2 separate regions of the Ovis aries genome follow, and region 2 is linked to region 1. A link is a contact called in public Hi-C data. All regions are on one chromosome and are shown on one strand. The core of a region is the stretch at or near the end of the contact, and the rest is flanking DNA. Distances in the headings are between cores, read along the strand shown.

Region 1 (5,634 bases), core at 873-3,372:
AGAGGCTGCCAAGGAGATGGGAAATAGGCAGTCATCAGGGAAGAGATGGAGGGAAGGAGGGCGGGAAGGAGGGACAGCAGGAAGATCGGCAAGCGCAAAAAGACAGTTTTTTCCTGAGGACCGGGAGGTAGGGATATGAACACCACGTGGACACTTCTTTGTGAAAGAATTCTGAGTTGGAAAGGGGAAAATGGGGATCACAGACCCCCATCAGCCAAGGTGAAGCTGTCTGGTTTCCAGCATAGGGTGTGCGGGCGCAGGAAGGGGACCTGAGGCTGAGAACTGACACTGACTCCAGACCCCGAGGCCTCCCGGCCCGCCTGCATTCCGGGGAGCCGCTGCTTTGGGTGCGGAGGCCGGCCCCTCACTGGAGCAGAAGCGGCACAGGGGCCTGGGAGCCCGCAGATCCGCAGTCCTGCGCGGGGGCAACCAGACCGTCTTCCCCGAGCCTGAGGAGCAAGCGGTCCAGTTCAACGCCGGGCGCACTCCTGGGAGGCTCACCCAGCCTGGGAGAAACCCGAACTGGCACCCGGGGGACAGCAGACCAGCCCGAGGGACAGTTTTCTTTCTTTTTCTTTTTTTCATTTCTATTTAGTGCTTTGTTGTAGTTGTTGTTTAGTGGCTCTGTGTCCCACTCTTTTGCGACTCCATGGACTGTGGCCCCGGAGAAGGCGATGGCACCCCACTCCAGTTCTCTTGCCTGGGAAATCCCATGGACGGAGGAGCCTGGTGGGCTGCAGTCCACGGCGTCGCTAAGAGTCGGACACGACTGAGCGACTTCACTTTCACGCACTGGAGAAGGAAATGGCAACCCACTGCAGAGTTCTTGCCTGGAGAATCCCAGGGACGGGGGAGCCTGGTGGGCTGTCATCTACGGGGTCGCAGCGAATCGGACACGACTGAAGCGACTTAGCAGCAGCAGCAGCAGCAGGACTGTGGTCTGCCAGGCTCCTCTGTCCATGGGATTCTCCAGGCAAGAATACTGGAGTGGGTTGCCATGCCTCTCTCCAGCAGGGATCAAACCCAGTGTCTCCTGCATTGACAGGCCGGTTCTTTACCACTGAGTCACCTAGGAAGCCCATTTAGTTCTTTAGATTTCTAGTTATTTGATTTTGTAGTTTTCATCTTATTTTCAAACTTACTTTTTTTCAAAGGTCATTATCAGTTACTTACCTTCAGTTATTTTTGAATTAGCTTTGATAATTATTTGTTAATACTTAAAATTATTCATTTTTAGACTTAGTGTCTGAGTTATTTTTCAGTTTCTCTTCATTTTATTGTAATTTTGAGTTATTTTTAGTTTTTTAAATCCATTTTTATTTACTTTTGACATATGTAATTTTGTTTTATGTTTGAAAGATTTAGTTTTTAGTTATTTATTTTTGAATTATTTATTTTCAAGTAAATTTTATTTTATTAGACTTAATTTCAGTTTTTTAAAATTTTCTCTAAATTTTGTCATACGTTTTCACCTATTTAGTTTTAAGTTATCTTCAGAGCTATTAATTGTCAATTTCTTAACTTTTTAAATTAAAATTTTTTCCGTTCTTTATTTTTACTTAATTGATTTTAAAATTTATTTATTTTTAAAATTATTTAGCTTTAGAGTTACTGTCAGAGTCCAATCTGATAGAGACTCCATACTGGGTATAACAGAAAACATTTAATACATTTAAATAAAGAATTTTTACTCAGCTATTGGAAAATGAAAAAGGCAAAACAAAAAAATAATGAAGTATAGTGCAGCCCAAAGTCTCAGGGAAAACAGGGAAGAGGTTGGTGGCCCCACACGGCTGGGGGTAGCCCTCTGAGGAGGCAGCACTGCCCAGTGGAACAGGTGTCCTAGGGACTCGGAGACAGGCCTGGGAACTGGATTCAGAGCTCTGGGGTAGGGGCACTGCCAGCTGGTGCTGGAGGATGGGGTATGATGAGGCTGGTTAGTGAAGTGTTGGGGAAATGGTAAACCTCAGGTCCTGGAGCTGTCTACGGCTCTCCGGGTGGAGGCCAGTTGCTAGGGCAATACTGAAGGGAACCCAGGCACCCAAGGAGAAACACAGCCCTTTCCCCTCCTCCAGCCTCCGCTCCTCAGCACTGTTGTCAGAGGCTGACTTGGGAGCAGCTGGCAAAGGCGGTGAATGGCCCCAACCACAAAGCAGAGAGCAGAGGGTAGGTGGAGAGCTGAGCGATCATGGCTACTAACCAGCATCCTGAGCTCTGGAGTTGTTTAGTTTTAGAGGTAGTTTTGGATTTAGTAATCAATAGTTTGGGAATTGTTAGGGTGTTTTGATTTTCTCTGTTTACTGGATGAGGGATCTGGCTGAATCTTCGGTCGCCTGATTTGTTCCTGGAATGGATTGGGTCAGGAGGCAGCTGGGGGCTGTCTCCCATGAGACTCAGGAACATCACTGTAGAATTCAAGAAAATAGAAATAGTGTGTTCACAAAGAAGCCCTTTAACTGTGGCCAAAAAAGAGCAGAAACTAAGGGACAGACTGTCAGAGAGGGGCTCCTAGGCACAGTTGTTCAGCAGAGTGTTTGAAATTTTTCAGAACGTTAAGCTATGATTGTGAATTCACCCACTCATGCTCCCTTTCCTAACAACGAAGTATCTGTCTCAGTAGAGTGTGTTTCAAATTGGTTGGATACAATATTTATTATTTGCACACTAAAACAAAGTTCTTCCCCAATGTCTCAGTAGAGTGTGTTTCAAATTGGTTGGATACAATATTTATTATTTGCACACTAAAACAAAGTTCTTCCCCAATTTGGGAAATTTTATTTCCTTCTATTTGCATTATTTTCCAATCCACATTGTTCCATTTTGACTGTAAGAATATTTACTTATTTATGTATGCATTCACTCATTTAATTCAATGCCTATTTCCTGGCTAACCCCATCCTAAGAAAGGAACTTGCAACCAGGAGACACCAGGCAGGGATGAAGATGAACGGGAAACTCTCAGTCTGGTTGGGGGAGATGGATGTGGAAACGGATCATTGTGACATGGTGTGACAAATACTGTGGGGGCACAGAACCTTGCCACTTCCTCTTCCTGATGCAGTCAGGGAAGGGGTGAGCTGGGTCTTCTGGAGCAAGTATTTTCTCCAAGTGGAGAGGAAAGAGAGGGACATCTGTGCACGGAGGAGCAATGTATACACACCAGGGAGGATGTATTGGCCAAGACCATTGGGCCATAGGGTTCAGAAAGACACTGTCATTAAAGGCTGGCCCTGGTGCTTGACAGACATGGCCTCCTTCGGTCCTCACAGCCAGTGTGCATGAAGCTAGGAAGCAACACCAGCAGTCAGGGCTCTTCCTGAGCGGACTGTTCCAACCACGGTTTAGAAGACCATCTGACTTGCCATGTCTGGAATTCTCCAGCCCCTTCCTGGCTGTGTCCCTGATCCTTTCACTCCTCTACTTAACCCTTGGAGGTGAGTCCTTCCCTCTCCACCTCTGATTGTTGCTTTGTGAACTGCAGGGAAGAAGGACAGTTAGGCCAGCCAGCTGTGAAGTGTAGTTGGAGAGGAAGCAGAGCAGAGCAAAGGAGCTCTGCAGCAGGATTCCTCAGGGGAGTTCTGCAGACCAAGATGATGGGAGTGGGGTCTTGGCAAACCACTCCTAACATCCTCCACCTGCATTCAGAAACCCTTGAAAGGTTGCGCAGATTCCTTCCCTAAAGGGAGGGGGAAAAACCTGTTTTAGATCCAATTCAAGCTTGTGGGTCAACAGATTGGGGGTTTTTCTAAGCACTCAGAGCCCACTGCTGCATTAACAACATTGGACATGTATAAGTTACCAGGTCAATCTACCAGGTCAAAAGACAGTGTACTCTAGCATAATCTACAATGGCATATTTTCACATTTTTTATAACATATGTTCATATAGTCAGTTTTGAACACATAGATTTCCCAGCGGACTTCTCTGCTTTCGTCTCTCCAATTATCTTGTCAATCACGCTAATACATTTCTCAGTAAGAATATGTAAGAGCTCCATCTGGACAGAGGAATCCTCAGGATTCTGACTACTAGCCTCAGAAAACACGTTGCTTGCATGCATGCATGCTCGGTCTCTCAGCTGTGTCTGACTCTTTCTGACACTATGGACTGTAGCCCGCCAAGTTCCTCTTGTCCATGGGATTTCCCAGGCATGAATACTGAAGTGGGTTGCCGTTTCGTCCTCCAGGGGATCTTCCCGACCCAGGCATCAGACCCACGTCTCCTGTGTCTCTTGCACTGGCAGGAGAGTTCTTTGCCACTGAGCCACCTGGGAAGCCCAAACACATCGCTTGGATTCCCTTAAATACTTTTGACCATCTGGTGGCTAGTCGCACACTACGGAAACAGCCTGAAACTCTCATTCTTTTGGACCTCAGCCATTTTATAAATCTACAAAAACGGCCACACTTGATGGCACTGGAAGAACGCGAAGTGCTCAAACCTCCCAGCCAGGAAGGGAGGTTTCAGGAAGACCCTCTCCACAAACCTGTCACAGACTGGCTGCCAGAGGAGCCATTTCACTCCCAGTCACCACTGCTGACGTCCCCCAGGTGCTGGCCTCAGGTGCTCTGGGACAGGGCCATTCTGTCCTCCCACTGATCCCCATGGGCCCTGAGTACTCTTCTCCAGGCCCTTATACACAGTAGCTGCCCAGGTCACCCAGGCTACTGAATGAATTGGTTGCAAAACCTTTTCCAAGCCCTTTGAAAGTAAAACCAAAAATAACAACAAAAAAGATACTCCTCTGTGGGTAAAACTTCTGTCATCTTTCCGTTTGATTAGGTAAGAAAGATTACAGAACAATGAGATCAAAATCTCCTAAACCTTTTTTTCCCCTAAAGCTTTTGGAAAATTATTCATATTCTTTATGATTTTATAATGTTGCCTGTTGTCCCTAGAGATAATGTTGCCTCTGTTATCCTAGAGATAACATGCTCTGAGAAAACTAGTTAGACTAAAGGCATCCTTGATTGTGGAAAATTTGATACTGTTCGGAATTCCTACTAACACTAGCCATGCGTTATGCAATATTTAGAGGAAATAGAAATCATCTAAGTCAGCATTTTCCAGATGTGTTTTTCAGAAACAGTAAGAGGATACAAGAGATCAGCAGTTTTTTCCCTCAAGTTGCAATATACAGGAGAAAAGGAAACATTTATCCAGGTGCAGAGAAGTCCTGTAGAAGGGAAACCTGCATGCTTTTAGTATACCCTTTATTTCCCAGACTCTTTGCAAACAGTTTTCTTTGTGGGATATCACAGGCCAAGTAGAATAGTAAGCTGCTGCAACAACAACCCAACAATATAATGACTTGATAGGTTTATTTCTATCTCAGCTAACAGTCCAGGGCAGGTAGGAAGACTGTTCTGTTCCACACAGTCATTTGGGACTCTCAGATTTCTTTCCTCTGGTTTTTCCACCATCCCCTAGAACATCATCTTTGCCTGTATGACCAAAACTGGGTCATGGGCCTCTAGTTAATAATACGTGTTGTATACTTGGAAGTTGCTGAGAGTAGGTCTTAAACATTTTCACCAGGCACACACAAAAATAGTTAACTCTGGTGAAGGAGGTGTTAATTATCTTGATAACCATTTCACAGTGCATACATATATCAAATCATCAGATTGTAT
Region 2 (5,634 bases), core at 2,282-4,781, 190 kb before region 1:
AAGTCCTAGGAGAGAAGCAGGACACATTAAAGCTGACCAGATAAGCTTTGACTCCTGCACGATGCTCTGGATGGGGGAAGCACAGCACAACACAATTACAAGGGGGCTCGCACCTAATTTTGAGGGCAAGTAACTGTAACAGCTTCCCTGGTGGCTCAGTGATAAAGAACCCGTGTGCAATGCCGGAGATGTGGATTTGATCCCTGTCGGGAAGATCCCCTGGAGGAGGCCATGGCAACTCACTCCAGTATTCTTGCCTGGAGAATACCCATGGACAGAAGATCCTGGTGGGCTACAGTCCACGGGGTTGCAAAGAGTCGAACACAACTGAAACTATTGAGCACGCAAAACTGTAACCAACTAAAGAATCAGTTGATTCGAAGTTTTATACCATCAGGACCACTATATGAAGCTGTAAGTCTCCAAATGGTATGAGTTAGATGTCTCCATGTTTTGAGGTTTGATAAAAGAATTTTGACACTGGTGGGAGCAAGAAACTTCCCCTAATTCTGCTCACCAACTGCAACAAGAAGGAAGCCAGGTGAGCAGCCTGATGATGCTGTTAATGGTGATACCCCAGTTACTATTGCCGGGATCAAATTACGCCAAACTGAGCAGCTTGAAATAGCAACATTTATTTTTATTGCAAGCCCGCAGTATGGGATGGACTTGATGAAGACAGCTCCTTTGTGCATGTGGTGTCTACAGGGACAGCTCAAAACCTGGGGACTGGAGTTGTCTGAAAGCTCTATTCACATTTCTAATAGTTGACCCTGGGAGGATTCAAGCAGCTAGTGGCTGGAACAATGAGGCTTCTTGGGAATTTTTATCCCCATGTAACCTTGGCTGCATGGCAGCTTTAGCATAGCTGCCCTTCCTCTATGTCAGTTCAGGGCTTACCAAAACACATGTTTCAAAAGACAAAAGAAAGGAAAAGCTTTATTTCTTTGTATGACCTAGCCTCCTAAGTCACGCAGCATCTTTTCTCCATATTCTTTCTATTCGTGGCATCCACAAAGGCTCACCCATATTCCAGGGGAGAGAAATTAGACTCAACCTTTTGATGAAAGACTCTTCAGGTTCTGAAAGAGTACAGAGATCTGCATATACTGCTGTGCCCCCCCCTTTTTTTAAGAAAATACAATTTGCCCGGGAGATCACATGAGATAAACATAAGAGCAGTAACCATGAGCCAGGGATGTTAGAGCAGCAATGGAGAAGCCTCATGGTGCTCTTGCAGCATGAAAGAGGGCAGCGAAAGTTAAGAAGAATGAAGGGACTATCTGCACATCCATGAGCACCTCCCTGTCCCTGCCACCCAGGAAGGGAAGATTCTGGGAGCAGGAGTCTTGGAAATGGGACCTGAGCCAAAGGTAGCACCATTCTAGTCCATGGGGTTATCCCCTTCTCTGCTTGGTGGGGGGGGGGGGGGCCTGAAAAATGTGGGTTACACGTCAGTGACCTTCCATGAGAACATGAAGGATGCTGATTGGAGCTGTGGACACTCAAACCGGAGACTGTTGTCAAGAGGACAGGTCTGGTTCCTTTCATTCCCATAGCTGAAACCTCTCAGAACCTGGTTCTGGGAAAAGAGGACTACTAGTTGTGTTTCCCTGGAGGAGGGCATGGCAACCCACTCCAGCGTTCTTGCCTGGAGAATCCCCATGAACAGAGAGGAGCCTGGCGGGCTACAGTCCATGGGGTCACAGAGGGTCAGACACAACTGAGCGACGAAGCATAGCACAATTGTGTTTTAAACCAAATAGCACAAGGAAAGTCCTTAAAGTCAATTGCATCTTCTGGTAGCCCTCAGGACTTGCCATAGTGTGATCACTGAATTCATCCCCACCAGCTGCCAAGTGCTGTGCAAGGTGCCGAGGATAGGTGTGTGTAAGGTGCTCAAATATGCTTCTCAGCACGGGGTGAGGGGGGGGCGCTCACAATCTAGTGCAAGGGGTTCCCACACTGACCCCTGACCCCATATAATTCATGTTCAGTGCAGAAAACTTGGAAAACATGCAAAATGTCACATTTGAACCTAAAACTCTAGGGAAGAACTCAAAACACAGTTACTCCAAGATGTGTGTGCATGCCAAGAATTTGATCAAAAAGGAGATGCAAACTCAAACTGTTACGAAGTACCACACTATGAGTTGTCTTTACATTTCTTTGATGGTCTTTGTTTTACATTTCTTTGAAGTTTCAAGCCTAGATCTAGTCAGCGTGGCTCACTTTCTAGAGAAACTGGCTGAGCTGAGACGGATCCTTGGCTACGTGTAAGCCATGGGCGTGTGGTCCCTGGAATTTTGGTGACAGCATATAAATCCAGAATGACCATAGAATCTCGGACTGGCCAAACTCTGGGCAATTCTTGGATTCATTCAATGTACAGCTATGTTTATCTTTTACTTAACTCTTGCTATAGAAACTGAGAGCCCCATCAGTGATACAGATGTAGGTCCAGGAAGACATAGGTTCAGGAAGGAGATGCACCCTGACTGATAACGCTCGCTCCACAATTGCCCAGAACACTGTCTATGAAATTGCAATGTTCTCAATTTGCTTGAGTGTGATCCTGCTTAGCTCCAGGTCTGCGGTTCTGAATCCAAGTGCTGACTCTGCAGTGAGACTGTCTGAATTCAAAGCCCAGATCTTCCCATTATCAGCAATGTGACCTCGGAGAAGTATCTGAACCTCTCTGAGCCTCAGTCTCCTGACCTACATCATATTCTGAAGATACACAACACGATGTACTTAAAAGTACTTGGCAAAGTACCTGGTATGCAGCAAATACTCTTTAAATATTAGTTATCACTGTGGACTGGATGTTTGTGGCCCTTAATTCTCCTCCAACCACCAAACTCATAGATTTCAGCCCTAATGCCTAGTGATGGTATTCAGAAGTAGAGTTTTCAGAAGGTAACAAGGTCATGAGGATGGAACCCTTATAAATGGGATTAGTGCCTTATAGAGATGTGAGAGAAGATCTCTCTTTCCACCATGTGAGGATACAAGAAGAAGACAGCCATCTGCAAACCAGGAAGCGTGCCCTCACCGGACACTGGATCTGCCAACACCTTGGACTTCTCAACCTCTGGAACTGTGAGAAATACATGTCTGCTGTTTAAGCCACCCAATTTATGGTAATTTGTTATAGCAGCCTGAGTGAAGACAGTTATTATTTACTATTATGAAATAAATACAATTAAACTTTTTTTGAAGAAATTTGCACTTCTGGTAAAACATTGTATTTTTGAAACCTTAACAGGTTATCTTCCCCTAGTGTCAACCAGTGTAAAACATTCATTGACCTGCTAATGTGTGGATTTCTGACCCTGTAGTACTCCCCACTCTGAAAAAAAACCAGAAATGTCCCTGCTGAAGGATTTCTGCAAAGAGCGGATGGAAACTGACCCTACATTCTCAGTGAGCTCCACGGCCAGAAAGACAGGAACTGCCAGGAGGGGGTGTACTATAAAACATTAATAGAGAAACTGCAAATAGAGTTAGGAGACCAGAAGGGGGCACTCTCACGCTCTGGGAGGACAGCAGATCCCCAGAGTAAGCAAGATTTCTCTTTCCTAGCAAGGACTCAGTCAGTGGGAAACCATGGACTTCTTGCTTACTACAACCCTTCCAACTTCCTTTCACTCTTAATGAAAGCGTTCTCCTTCCCTTGCTGTTTGGGACTAGCCTGTAGCTCACCCTGGTTGCAGACAATGAAATGTAATTCTCTACTGGTCAGAATAAACCCATCTTTGCTGGAGAAATATCTAGCAGTCTATTTGTTTCAGTCAATATTTTGGTGGCATGAACAGGGACCAGGAAAGACTTTCAGTGGTTCCAGGACTGCTAAACAAATAGGTATGGTATCCACACTTGAGCCCAGAGTGGCTTACTGCTTTTCTCATGAACCTGGAGTCGGAAGGTACATCTTTCTCTTGGATCTGACCTCACACTCCCTTGTGTTTAAAGCTCTCCTTTATTTAGGATCTATTTAAAGGTTTCATCTTTCTGGTTAAAGCTTTATTCTCTATGTGAGTTACTGTTTGGAACTTTGGTCTGATCTTAAAATCAGACTGTTTGAAGTTCTCATGCCCTGAGATGACAGCATAGACCAACTGGAAGAAGAAAGACTCCTCTTCTTTCCCAGTAAGGACTCAGCTGATGAAAAGCCATGGACTATTTGTTTACCACAGCCCTCCCAAATTCCTTTTCCTCTCTATAAAAGTGTTCTCCTTCCCTTGCCATGCTGGGACTTGTATGTACCTCGCCTTGGTTTCAGGCTCCGAACTCCAATTCTCTGCTGACCCAGCAATCCATCTTTGCTGGAGAAATATCTGGTAGTTCACTTGTTTCAGGTCAACAGTACTAAAGGTTAAAAGAGGGAAAAGCAAACCAACCACAGAGTCTTATAAGAAATAAACACAGGTGGCTCCAGAATTGACCTGTGGTGTACCATCTGTCAGGGTGTTAATACAGCAGGAAGCCTTAAATTTCTTGGGCCTATGCTGCTGGAATTCTGAAAGTCAAGACTCACAGTACTTGGTGTGACCTGTACCAGCACCAGGGTGACCAACTCATCCTTGTTAGTTTCTGGTCTTAGAATTAGAAGTTTCAAATTCCAGAATGAAACTTGGGGTCCATGGGTTGTGTGCCTGAGCCTGATTGCAAAAAACCTCCAGAGGGAAAGCCCAGGCCCATAAGAAACATTTTTGAGACGGTTTCTTTATTTCCAGGAGAAGGTGCTGTCCACTCTGGAGGGGTTTGTTCTTCAGTCCCTCGGTCATGTCCAACTCTTTGCGACCCCATGGACCCCTTCATCAAGCCAGGACGGTTGGTCACTCTATGGACCCGCATTGAAGGGGCAGCTTGCATGGAAGATGCGTGTTGTTTGTAATTGCCATGGGCAAGAGCGATGGCTGAAGGGCCTGGATAGGCAGAGCCAGGCTGAGTCCTGAGAATATTCCATGAAGGAGGAATCTGTGAGAAATGTGCATGGAAACCTAGAAGAGCAGGGCCAAGACATGACTGTTGATGGGTGAGTGTGTGCAGTGACAGGCCAGACCCTGGTGAGTCCTTCTTGGACTGGTGCATGGATTGGCATGCATCGAAAACTGCACGCCACGTTGGACATTTATGCAGGGGAACAGAGAGGCAGTGATTTTCTTTACACATGCACCTCATCCTTTATATTGCAGCTGTAGAAACTGTTGCATGTACTGACAATATGGTTAAAATGTAAACTTGTCTTTCACACATTTCCATTTATTTTAATGAATAACTTTATTCACTCATACTTCTAAGAGTACAAGCTACTTATGTGGTTCTGGGCTTAAATTCCCTAAAAATGTCTTTAAAATTATTTTTCCGACTATATGCTGGCAAAGTCCTCTCACTTTTTGTTTGTTTTGTTGTCTCTTTATTTTTCTGTCGTGTGATTATTTGTTTTGTGCCAAGAATTTTCTTGAAATCAATATTAAGGGTTTTAATTTTATATAATATTAATAAAACACATTAGTTTCTGTGAACGATGGTATTATTCCATTTCAGAATTCCAGCCTTCCCTGACTACAGACAGTAGGCAATGGCCAGCTGGCTGACCTCAGAGTCCCTGTCACAGCCTGAGCCTGC

The links. Hi-C and Micro-C count contacts between places; a contact is called where the count stands out from the background.
Region 2: a Hi-C map of hypothalamus shows a contact between it and region 1, with 4 times the contacts expected there. The contact joins two enhancer-like sites. A contact is called at or near these places in 8 of 16 Hi-C or Micro-C datasets (blood, hypothalamus, liver and 3 more).

Annotation. Positions count from the first base shown.
Region 1 is chr1:201,206,304-201,211,937 of ARS-UI_Ramb_v3.0, reverse strand. No RefSeq gene overlaps it. Among named protein-coding and RNA genes, the nearest start is that of ADIPOQ, 6.9 kb to the right of the region's middle. Within about 2 kb of position 2,122, at least 5 of the 54 cell types and tissues checked have an H3K27ac peak or open chromatin away from gene starts, as enhancers often do. A contact at or near this core is called in hypothalamus, where this site is marked.
Region 2 is chr1:201,398,453-201,404,086 of ARS-UI_Ramb_v3.0, reverse strand. No RefSeq gene overlaps it. Among named protein-coding and RNA genes, the nearest start is that of AHSG, 15 kb to the right of the region's middle. Within about 2 kb of position 3,531, at least 7 of the 54 cell types and tissues checked have an H3K27ac peak or open chromatin away from gene starts, as enhancers often do. A contact at or near this core is called in hypothalamus, where this site is marked.